3 separate regions of the Mus musculus genome follow, and all the other regions are linked to region 3. The links are chromatin contacts, called in public HiChIP or PLAC-seq maps. All regions are on one chromosome and are shown on one strand. The core of a region is the stretch at or near the end of the contact, and the rest is flanking DNA. Distances in the headings are between cores, read along the strand shown. Region 1 holds the start of Crkl (v-crk avian sarcoma virus CT10 oncogene homolog-like). Region 2 holds the start of Ypel1 (yippee like 1). Region 3 holds the start of Dgcr6 (DiGeorge syndrome critical region gene 6).

Region 1 (3,757 bases), core at 747-3,246, 610 kb before region 3:
AAGATCATAAGCCTGTGTTATTTTTTCTTCTTTTTGTGGCAGGGTATTTTTAATGTACCACCACTGGCCTGTGTGTTAATATATAGACCAGGATGGCCTCAAACTTGGAACTAATTGAATCCTGCCTCTGCCACAAGAGAGCTGGGATTATACATGCACCACCAGAGCTGGCTAGAAGATAAGTCCTGGAGGTCTCATGGTGAGGCACAGAATGACTGAATAGCCCATCTAGTCACTGATTTGAACTTCAACCATGAGTTGAACTCAGTCAAATTAAATATCTGAGCTATACAAATTTCACTTGCGACTAGAGCAATATGAAAGCATGTTTTTATTTATGTGTGTGTTGTGTGAGTGCAGGCATGTGTATTACCACTCTACACAGAATTTTAGAGGACACCTTAAGTTGATTGTCCTTCCATCTTCAGACCCAGGGATCCAATTCAGGTGTTTAGGCTTGGCTGGCAAGAGCTTACTTCCTGAGACATCTTCCTAGCCCCCATGAAGCATCTCTGGTTATGCCAAGTTACAAAAAGGCACTAGACCTTGACATTTTCCCCTTCGCTTACTTACCACTGGGATGGAATCACCAGTTATTACCCTACAATCTAAGAATTGCTAAACATGGGAAATGTAAACGGCCAGAACAAGACTTTAGTGATAGAGATCTAAGTAGGAGTTCTCCTGTATTCCTCACTTTTGAGATTTCTCCCTCCCCTAACTTCCTCCCCATTTTTGTTGGGTTTCATAGAGCTCAGCTGCCTTGAACTCATGATCCTCCTGCCTCCATCTCCTAGTGATGGGATTATTGGTATGTGTCACCACCACTGGCTTGGGACATGCCTTCCTGTTTATCTAATTTGGGAATGCTATGACCAATAATCCAGCATCTGTTTTTGTGGTGATTTTTCACAATAGTCATTCATTTAACAAATTTCTGATCATTCAAGACTAGATGTGGATTTAAGGCAGGCAAAATATAGGTAAATAAGACAGTATTCTGTGGTATTAAAATTTCATCCTAGCCTGTTGGTGGTCAGAGTTAGTTCCAGGACAGCCAGGGCCACACAGAGAATTCCTATCTTGATAGATAGATAGATAGATAGATAGATAGATAGATAGATAGGCCGGGCAGTGGTGGCGCATGCCTTTAATCCCAGCACTTGGGAGGCAGAGGCAGGCGGATTTCTGAGTTCGAGGCTAGCCTGGTCTACAAAGTGAGTTCCAGGACAGCCAGGACTACACAGAGAAACCCCGTCTCTAAAAAACCAAACAAATAATTAAATAAATAGGTACTAGTCGGGTTGGAGGGAGAAATATGTCAAGGGAGGCAGAGCTGAAACTGAGCAACGTGGAATGGCAGGAAATGAACTGTTGCAGAGCAACAGGCTTCAGGCCAGACACAGGTGTTGCATTTCACTTGTTACACTTTACAGCCGGTAGTGTCCAGTCATCCTCACCAACACACTGTCCTCCTCGTAAAGTATTAGTCAAACTGATCTTCACCATCATTCCACGTGTACCAAGGAGGATCACCTAGGGCAGGCGTTATTTGATAGGTTATTCAGTAACCTATTTGATGGTCACCTCACTCCCTAGGTCATGCCCTTCCTGAGCCACCTGATTTACCAGGGCCTTCTGGCTCGCAATCATCTGACGGCCACGCCTTCTTGGCCGGACACTCAGCAACCACTCTACGCTTTGTTCACAGAAACAGGTTTTCAAAACGCTGTTCCCTCTCGGCTCCAGCTGTTTTCCTGCCAAGCCCGGGAAGCCTGACAGCAGCAGCTTCTCGGCGGCTGCTTTGCGGTCCAGGAAGGGCCTGACCCTCTGCCTCCTCCCGGAACGCGGGAGCCCGCGCGAGTGGCTCACGCTGGGACCCTCGCGAACGCACTCCTGATTGGCAGCGCCCAGTGACGTCAAAGGAAGGGCCTCCGCGGTGGAGGGGGTAGAGCCCAGCTCCGCGCGTGCGCAGATTGAATGCGCTGGACCAAGGGGGAGGTGCCCGGCTGCTTCTCCCGCGTCCGCCATTTTGTTGCTGTGGCTATTGGGAGCGGGCTGGGTAAGACTGCTCGGGAGGCGCGACTCTTGTTGGAGTGCGGTGCTTCGTGTGACCGCGGGGATCGGTGCAGGCTCTTGAGGCTGTGGAGCCGGCGGCGGGTTCCAGGACAGAAGTCACTGGAGCCTCCCCTGTACTCCGGCCAGCTGAGAAGCCCGAGGCGGCCTCCGCTACTGCTCAGCTTCGCCCACCTCGACCCCGGGGCTTTGCCCAGTGTTCCCGGACCGGCTCTCCGTGAGGCGGCCCGGTGCAGGAGGGCGGTGGCGGAGGATGCTGCGGGGCCCGGAGCCTAGAGGAACGTCCTGACCAAGCCCTCTGATTGTTCCTCGAAGTGTTCTGAGAGGCCCTTCCTCGACCCCAAAGCCGACAGCGGGTAAAGGCTTCCCAAGCAAGAGAGCCGCAGACGCCGCCCATCCCCGAGCCCAACACCATGTCCTCCGCCAGGTTTGATTCTTCAGACCGCTCTGCCTGGTACATGGGGCCAGTGACTCGCCAGGAGGCGCAGACTCGTCTCCAAGGCCAGCGCCATGGCATGTTCCTAGTCCGGGACTCATCTACCTGCCCCGGGGACTATGTACTGTCCGTGTCCGAGAACTCGCGTGTCTCGCACTACATCATCAACTCCCTGCCCAACCGCCGCTTTAAGATCGGGGACCAGGAGTTTGACCATTTGCCGGCCTTGTTAGAGTTCTACAAGATCCACTACCTGGACACTACCACCTTAATCGAACCGGCGCCCAGGTACGCGAGCTCCTGCCCTTCTCCGGTTCAGAACTTGACCGGATGCGAAGGGTCGGTCAAAGATTAAATTTTGGGGGTAGGGTAGGGGATAGAACTCCTTTTCCTCATTCTAAATCAGAAGACATTCGGATTATAAGGCCAATATCAGGATCTGGGTCATTGGATGAAAGGATGCATTTTATTTAGACATTTAGCAGTGCTGCTTGCATTGTTTAAATGCACCCCTAACCCCCCACATATATACACAGTTTTGCCACTTTACTTGACTGTAATACTAATGCAGAATGCTTATTAACGACGCTAAAAATATAGACTTCCTTGAGATTCTGAAGATAGCCATGACTCCTCCTTTCTCGAAATTCTTGTACACCATTTAAGGTTTTTGTAACTCCTGCATTTTTCAACTAACTTTAGGTTACAAAGTGGCCTTCGGCCTTTGGAATAATCCTTAAAATGGATCGAAAGTGTAGAAATCTCAGAATCTGATTCTCTAGCACTCATTTTTAAAACTGGGATTACCAAGAGAAGACAGTGGGATTATATTTGAAGAAATTTGTATCCTCACCGTTCCTTCCTCAGGGGTGGGAAGTGTATTTACCTAAATTCTACATTAATTCAATTTTAGTTTTTTTTTTTTTTGTAATTAAGTCTAGTGGTTTAACATATGCTTTAAAGACCCCTAAGTAGAGCTAGCTGAGATAGATACACACCCCTAGTCCCCTAAGGAAAGAGGACCTTGATTCCAAGTCAGACTGAGCTGTAGCAAGACCCTGTCTTAAAGAGAAAGATATTGATCCCCAAGTGTTCTCTTTTTCAAGTAAAATGCATTATTTTATAATTTGCTTTAATTTCCCTAACGAATATCATCAAATGATACAGTGTGAATTGAAAAGGTGTCTAGAGACTTTAAAAGATATTTTCCTGCCCAGTTTATTTCTAAGCTATTTTCTAAAAAAA
Region 2 (3,841 bases), core at 549-3,048, 1.0 Mb before region 3:
TCAGTAGTCAGAGCACCCAGAGTGACTGGGCTGTGGCTCCTTGTGTGTAGTCTAGCAGAGTGTGCCAAGGCTCTGTGCTCAGTCTCAGCATCAAATGCACCAGGTGTGCACACCTGTAATCCCAGCAGGCTGCACAATTAGAATCTCAAGGTTAAATATGTCACCTCCAGCCACATACAGACTGAAACTGAAGGGGTACAGAGGTTTCCATGAGCTTTAAAAGGATGGCAGCTCTTTTTCCTAAAGCAGGGTCTCTCTCCTACATAGCTCTTGATGACCTGAAACTTGGTATGTAGACCAGGCTGGCTTTGAACTCACAGAGACCCACCTGTCTCTGTCTCCCACCCCCAAGCACTACAATTAAAAGCATGCACCACTGCTCCCAGCAGACAGAAAAAATGTTGAAGATCAAATGATACATGTTCTCTCTCAAAGCAGATTCTAGCTGCTTGAAATGTTTGGATTTGTGTGTTTTTCCTGGAGTGCTTCCAGAAGTCAGGACGCTGGAAAAGGGCACTGGAGTATCCATGATATGAACAGGTAGGTGTTAGAAGTGGGATGGGTAGGAAAGGAAGGCTGGAGGAGGCCTAACCAATGCTAAGGAAATAGGAAAATGCCGTATATAAACCTACTATTTTCTAAGCTATTAAAAAAAACACATTTTTTAAAAGATTTATTTATTTCATGTATGTGAATACACTGTCGCTGTCTTCAGACACACCAGAAGAGGGCATCAGATCCCGTTACAGATGGTTGTGAGCAATCCATGTGGTTGCTGGGAGTTGAAATCAGGACCTCTGGAAGAGCAGTCAGTGCTATTAACTGCTGAGCCATCTCTCCCGCTTAAATTCTTTAAAAATAGAAGAGTCAGCCAGATGGTTCAGTGAGTGAGGGTGCCGCTATCAAGCCTGCTGACCTGAGTTCAAATCCAGGATCAATATGGTAGGTGAGAAGCAGAGCTAACCTCTGGTGCACAGGCATGTGCTTATTCACACAATAAGCTTAAAATATAAAGTTCAAGATCATGTTTGAGCTACATAGTTGAGGCCAGCTTGAATTACAGAATTACAGAGATCATATTCTAAAAGCCAAAAAAACATGAGACTCCCTAGCTAGGACGAATACAAAAATAGAGTAATCAGTCACTTGGGAGACTCACTAAGTAAATGGCAACTCAAAGGGCCCACAATCTAATCAATTAGGGGTATCCTCAATACAATAAATCCTAACAAGCACACTCTAGAGGGCGCAAATACGTCCTGCAATGTGTACATTCACCCTCAGCAGTGTGCTTTGAAAAATCGATCTAAAGAGACTAAGAAAAAAATAACAGAAGAAGCGCAGATGTGGGCATGGAGACTGGGTGATACTGCCTGTGTTTTGTGGGTAGGAAATCTAATCTGGGGTTCCATAATTCAAGTCCACGCAGACCTGGAGGCTCTTGGATGGCGACTTGGAGAGTGGAGAAAGGGTGGTCAGTATGGAGAGAGGGAAGAAGCTTGCGCTCTAGGGACCCAGCTGCAGAGGTCCTCCTGCCTGCAGCCTGAGGCGCAAACCTGTGGAAAATCTCGGTCCTTTGGCCTTCCAGGACCCTACCTCCCCACCGGCCCCGCGACCTGCCGGTTCGCCTGGGTTCCTCGTCAGGCCAGCCCACCGGACTCCTGGCGAGCTCCACCCGGACACGTTCCAGCCCAGTCCCCCGAGCGCAGCGGGGCGCGGGTGGACGCGTGGGGCAGGGCGAGGGGCGGGGAGCGTGGAGGGGCGGAGCGGCGGGAACGCGAGGGCGGGGCTCGGACACTGATTGGGCATCGCCACGTTCCGAGGCCGTTTATGGCGGCTGGGCTGGGCTACGGGTCCAAAACAAAGGGCAGGCGGCCCGCGAGGCGGCGGCAGGAGGATGCCTCGCGCCCGGAGTGGGCGCCAACGGCCGGAGCGCGTCCCGGGTCACACCGGGACCGCCTGAAAACCGAGCTCGCGCCGACCGAGCCTGGGCCGGATGGGCGCAGCGGACCGCGGAGCGGCCGTGAGTACGGGCGGGCCTCAGGGGTTCTCTGCGGAGACCTGAGGATCTCCGGCTCCGGGAGGCGGGGAAGCACCTGTTGGGCGCGGGCGGGCCGGGCGGGAGTGCGGAGGATGCGTTGACTTTTTGTTCTGATGTTCCGAACTGTTGGTATTTGGGTCATTAGAAGACAACGCAAAATCCCGGTCTTTCTTTCTTTCTTTTTTCTTCGCCCCCCCCCCCCCATTGTTTTTTCCCCTACCTTAAAAAATGGGGAAAGAAATAAATACAGAAGATACCTCCAATAAAAGAATATTATGGGGTGGCATTTTCAAGTTGCCTGTACAATAATAACTAAAGGGAATTGTCCTCATTGTTTACCACTTGTGGCTCTAGGCTTTATCAATGTAAATTGCTAACAGTAGCAACTAAATAAGATATTCTCTACTCAATAACTGCACAAATGGTCATCTTCGATCGTGTACTGAGCTCCAGGATAGAAAGCCGGCAGAATTCTGTTTTGGATAGATAATAGACGTTGAAAACATCATTTTTCAGCCCAAGGTCTTTCTAATTCAGTTGCCTTATAAGTATCCACAATGTATTCACCTTAACTAATGTATCTTGTCAAAGAATTGACCATACTCCTCCTCGCTCCGCTGAAGTTCCAAGACCAGGCTCACCTCCTCTGGGGAACTTCTCCAGGCCCCTCTGAGTAAGCCACCCTCACCCATCACCCAGGGCCCTTTACCTCTGCTGTGTTCTGGTAGATGTGTTAACAAATGTTTGCTGAGTACCCGTCTCCCTCTCCCCTAGGGGCTGGTCCAGTGGGTGTCTGTGTGCATGTGTATGGTGGGGTACAAATAAATAAACACACACACACATGTATATTCACCGTGTGTGTGCCTGGTATCTAGAGAAGCCAGAAGAGGGCATCGGATCCCCTAGAGCCGAAGTTATGGATCCTCCACAAGAGCAGCAGGTGCTAAAGGATGTCAGCCCATCTCTCCAGCCATACTGTGGGCTCTTAAAAAAGTCAGGGGTGCTGTATTTGAAGAGTTTTGCTACCAGGATCCCTAGGTCTATGTGTTCCTAGCCAAGGGACTATGTGGTTAGCATGTCTTCTTAGGGATTAGACCAAAATCTTGACTTACCACAGATATATAGCAGCCCAGGGGCTGGCCCATATGAAACACTAAAAATACATACATACATACAGACAGACAGACAGACAGTTGAATCAATGCCAGTAATCAATCTGAATAGAAGTCTTTTCTTTTCCTGTTTTTTTTTTTGTTTGTTTGTTTTTGTTTTTTTTTTTACTTATGCATTTTCGGCAAGTGCTCTACCACAACCACAGCTCCAACTTTATAAATAAACTTAATTTTATAAAAGAGCTGGGGGTGTGGCTGGGTGGTAGGGCTCAGCATGTGTGAGGCCCTTGGTCTCCCCCCCACTAGACACGCAAATCAGAAGTTCCCCCTCAGCTCTGGCGGACCCAGCTCAGCCACCCTTCATTGCTGGGGTACACCTGGTCACACTGAGTACCTCAGGGGATCTGTTCTTAAATCCCAGGTTGTCCTTGCATTCTAAAGAACCGAAGTTGTTTGTTTGGCACTCTGTGTTAGCACAGATGCTCTGATGTCGTTCTTCAGTCCCACAAGCACAGGCACGGATGGAGGCGACAGGGCTGGATAGTCTTAATGCATCTTTCTTGATGGAGCGTTGAGAAATGCTGCACCAAAAGTTTAAAATATAAAGAAGCAGCTTATTTGTAGTATGTGAAACCTAATCTTCTCATGCTAGGCTCGTGGGATGAAAGTTTTAGCTGAGGGTTTGGGT
Region 3 (3,928 bases), core at 846-3,345:
CATATGCACAACGGCCTGATGTGACACAGCACAGTGCTCTCTAGTCTCCTCTGGGTCACTGTGGAGAATCATTACGTAATATGGCAGTCTCCATCCATCCTCCCAGCTGTCATACGATGTCTTACATGATTTAGTGACATGATATGTCAGAGGCATGTATCTTCCATTAGCTGTCATGTGATATCACAGATGGCATGGTACCATGGTTGCTCTAGCCTTCATCCTTCTCAGCTGTCATAGGCTGTAATATGTGGCCTACGGGACATTGTGGGGTACACACTAATACTATGTGTTTCAGGCATGTGTCCCTGTTTAGGATCTGTTTGTATCCTAATTGGTGTGCTAAAAAGATGTTCAAGGATTGCTCACACTCCAATATCCAGAGTTGAGTATGTGAACAATTAATGACTTTCTTTTGGAGCCAGGGTCTACTGCATCTCAGGCCAGCCTGGAACTCACTATGTAGCCAAAGATGCCCCTGCGCATCCGACCATGCCTACAATTCCTGAGTACTGGAATCACAGACATGCGCCACCATGCCTGGTTTCTGTGATACTGCACATAGAACCCCACTGCATCTTGAATGCTAGGCAACGCTCTACCAACTAAGCTACATCCCCAGCTGCAGATCGTGACTTTTAAATGTCTGATTTAAATGATTCACCATAATTTGGTATACTGTCAACATTAAATTACAGTTACTTTGGAGTATATTTATTCATGCAAATTATTTCTCCATGCACAGGTGTTTCAGAGGCTTTTCTATTGCTGCGAGGACACCATGAACAAGGCAACTTACAGAAGGGTTTGTTGGGGGTCTTACAGCTTCAGAAGGTGACTCCAGGACCACCATGGTAGAGAGCATGGCACCAGCCAGGTAGGCAGGTATGGCCCTGGGGAAGTAGCTGATAGCTTATATCTTAATTCAAAAGCATGAGGTGGTGCTGGTAGTGATGAGACAAGAGAAAGAGACAGACAGACAGACAGACAGACAGACAGACACACTCACACAGAGAGACAGAGAGTCAGAAAGAGACAGACAGAGACACAGAGAGAGAGAGAGACAAAGAGAGACACAGAGACAGAGGTAGAGAGACATACAGAGACAGACATACAGAGACAGACAGACAGACAGAGAATGTATGGATGGTGTATGTTTTAAAATCTCAAAACCAGCCCTCAGTGACACTCTTTCTCCAATAAAGCCACACCTCCTAATCCTTCCTTAGTAATTCCACCAACTGGGGACCAAGTTTCCAAATATCTGAGGCTATGGGGTCATTTGCATTCAAACTTCACAAGGTTTCTTCACTGTAATTTATGTTACCCAGATCTGAATTCACTACTTCAGAGCTTATCGTGGCAAAAGGGAAAACAAAAAGAAAGTAACCAGGATGATTCAACAGAGTTATATTTTTAAAATAGTAATAAAAGGGAAAAAGATGGCACATCAGGGAATGTAATTTTTATTTAAAAAAACGCTGTAGGAAGGTGTCATTTCTCTTATTCATGCTGCAAACTAAATTATGAATGTGGACACTGTCAGGGGCTGGGGCTGGCTCAGTAGGTAAAGGACTGTTGAGCCAGCATGAATTCAACTTCACAAGACTCTTTTCTCATCTACTCTCCACTTCCAGGCAGTCGCTGAGGTTTCCTTGTGGGGGTGGGGTATCCTTTAACGCTAATAAAATTGTCCTAAAGTCTTTTATTAATGAGAATAAGAACCCTAAAGAGAAGCTGGCTCTCCTCCGTACTGTTTTCCTGAGGTCCCCCAGGGTGGATCACAACCCGCTGGGAGTGTCCAGCTTCCAGTGGCCTCAGTCTGCGCACACTAGGCGCAGGCCAGACTGGCTTCTTTAAAACACCCAGCAGGCCAGAGTTGCTTCTTTAAAACACCAGAATGCAGAGCCCTGGGCGCGCACCTCCAAGGTCAGCACCACTTGGGAGCTCAGCGAGCCCCTATTTCTTCTCCCTAGGACAAAGCGCTTACAAGCAGTCTCCCTGGTGGGTGGAGCGCGTCTTATTGTGCCTGACGCACCACGGTGAACGGCCGGAGACCGACCGGAGGGGCGGGGCGCATGCGTCGTTCGCGCTGGAGAATGACGTGAGGGGGCGGGGCGCGCCGGGGCACCCTAGGAGACCGAGTAGAGGGGCGGCGGGGGACCGCGCGGTAAACCGCGCGATGGACCGCTATGCGGCCGCCGGGGATGAGGCGGCGGATCGGGCCCGGCAGCAGGAGCGGCACTACCAGCTGCTGTCAGCACTACAGAGCCTGGTCAAGGAGCTGCCCAGGTGCGCGGCGACGGGCGGCGGGAGGACCGGGGCCGGGGCCGGGGCCGGAGCCGGGGCCAGGGCCGCGGCCGCGCTCACCCGGCGATCTACCCGCAGCTCCTTTCAGCAGCGCCTGTCCTACACCACGCTCAGCGACTTGGCCCTGGCGCTGCTCGACGGAACGGTGTTTGAAATCGTGCAGGGTCTTCTGGAGATTCAGCACCTCACTGAGAAGAGCCTCTACAACCAGAGACTGCGGCTGCAGAACGAACACCGAGGTGCAGGGGGCGACGGGACCTTCCCTAGGGCGTCCCTAGCCGCGGGAGCCTCGGGTCAGGGGGTGCAGAGCCATGCTGATCCTTTTAGTCTGCTGTCCAGAAACTTCTTACTCGCGTTCCCTAGAGTACCCACATCCTCCTAGGCTTGATGGACCTCGCTGCTTGTAGGTCTGTTGATAGCTGTGTGCTACCACAGAGATAATCCATTATTCCAGCACCTTCCCATTGAGTATCAGGCTTGATCACCTCCTCCTATAAATTATACTAGGCATCTTCCGTTGTACCATCAGATCTCCTTTCCATTTTATTTGTTCAAGCTTGACTCGGTTCAAACATTTTAGGAAAGAATAGTGTGACGATGTCCCCATGCTACGTTATAGATCTTTGGGCTTTGTTATTGCTTTGGATTTTGAAACTGAGGACTGAACCCAGGGCTTCTCACCTGCTAAGCAGGTTTTCTATATTGGGCTACATTTACATGCAAACATACTCTGCCTTTCTGGCAATGCCTGTGTGCTGCCAGACAGGATTTTCCCATTAGAGATAGGTGTTGGATTTTGTTGAAATCTTTTGCAGTTCCTGTGGAGATGATCAGATGGTTTTGCTGTTACTCTCGTGAGACATTGATTTCTAAATCCCAGAAAGGAATTGTATTCTAGGAATGCATCTTGTAATATTTGTGTGGGGATGAAGGTAATGCCTCAGAATGTGTTGAGAAGTCTCTTGTTCTCCGAGAGCTTTAGTTCTTCACCAAATGTTTGAGTGGCTGTGCTTTTTCTTTTTTTTTTTTTTTTTTTTAATAATTTTTTTTTTTAGATTTATTTATTTATTATATGTAAGTACACTGTAGCTGTCTTCAGACACACCAGAAGAGGGCGTCAGATCTTGTTACGGATGGTTGTGAGCCACCATGTGGTTGCTGGGACTTGAACTCCGGACCTTTGGAAGAGCAGTCGGGTGCTCTTACCCACTGAGCCATCTCACCAGCCCGGCTGTGCTTTTCTTTATTCTTTTTAATGTTTTGATGGAGGTATGTGGTATATCTAGTTCACAAGCCTAAAGTACACGACTAAGTTCATTCTTTTCCATTTTGGTTTTCCGAGACTGTTCCTCTGTGTTGTCTAGAGCTGGCTGTCCTGTCTCAGCCTCTCCAGTGGTGAAATTCCAAGTCTGGGCCAGGCCCTACCTTGCTCATCCTTTCCAGTAAGCAGGAGGAGGCTTTGTTCCTTCTGTTGCTTCCACCATTCTTCCAGCACTTGCTTCCATCACCAGGAAGGAAAGACACCACTGACTTCTTCTTCCCCTGATTTCACTGTGGAGCTGCTCATCATCCTATAGAGCCCTTTTGGGTGGGATGTTCTTGGTACCTGCTTCAAGCC

What was found. HiChIP or PLAC-seq counts read pairs in DNA pulled down with a chosen protein or histone mark.
Region 1: a contact with region 3 is called in an HNF4G HiChIP or PLAC-seq map of pancreatic cancer cells. The contact joins the promoter of Crkl here to the promoter of Dgcr6 in region 3. A contact is called at or near these places in 1 of 39 promoter capture datasets (liver), 1 of 484 Hi-C or Micro-C datasets (cerebral cortex) and 1 of 115 datasets of contacts at active chromatin or transcription factors (pancreatic cancer cells).
Region 2: a contact with region 3 is called in an HNF4G HiChIP or PLAC-seq map of pancreatic cancer cells. The contact joins the promoter of Ypel1 here to the promoter of Dgcr6 in region 3. A contact is called at or near these places in 2 of 39 promoter capture datasets (liver and pre-B cells) and 1 of 115 datasets of contacts at active chromatin or transcription factors (pancreatic cancer cells).

The regions. Positions count from the first base shown.
Region 1 is chr16:17,449,989-17,453,745 of GRCm38.p6, forward strand. Crkl (v-crk avian sarcoma virus CT10 oncogene homolog-like) reads left to right here and starts at 1,997. Exons shown (of 3, transcript NM_007764.5): 1 at 1,997-2,800. The coding sequence starts at 2,490.
Region 2 is chr16:17,068,341-17,072,181 of GRCm38.p6, forward strand. It overlaps Ypel1 (yippee like 1), which reads left to right and starts at 1,799. Exons shown (of 5, transcript NM_023249.6): 1 at 1,799-2,023.
Region 3 is chr16:18,064,308-18,068,235 of GRCm38.p6, forward strand. It overlaps Dgcr6 (DiGeorge syndrome critical region gene 6), which reads left to right and starts at 2,096. Exons shown (of 5, transcript NM_001289814.1): 1 at 2,096-2,292; 2 at 2,389-2,549. The coding sequence starts at 2,183.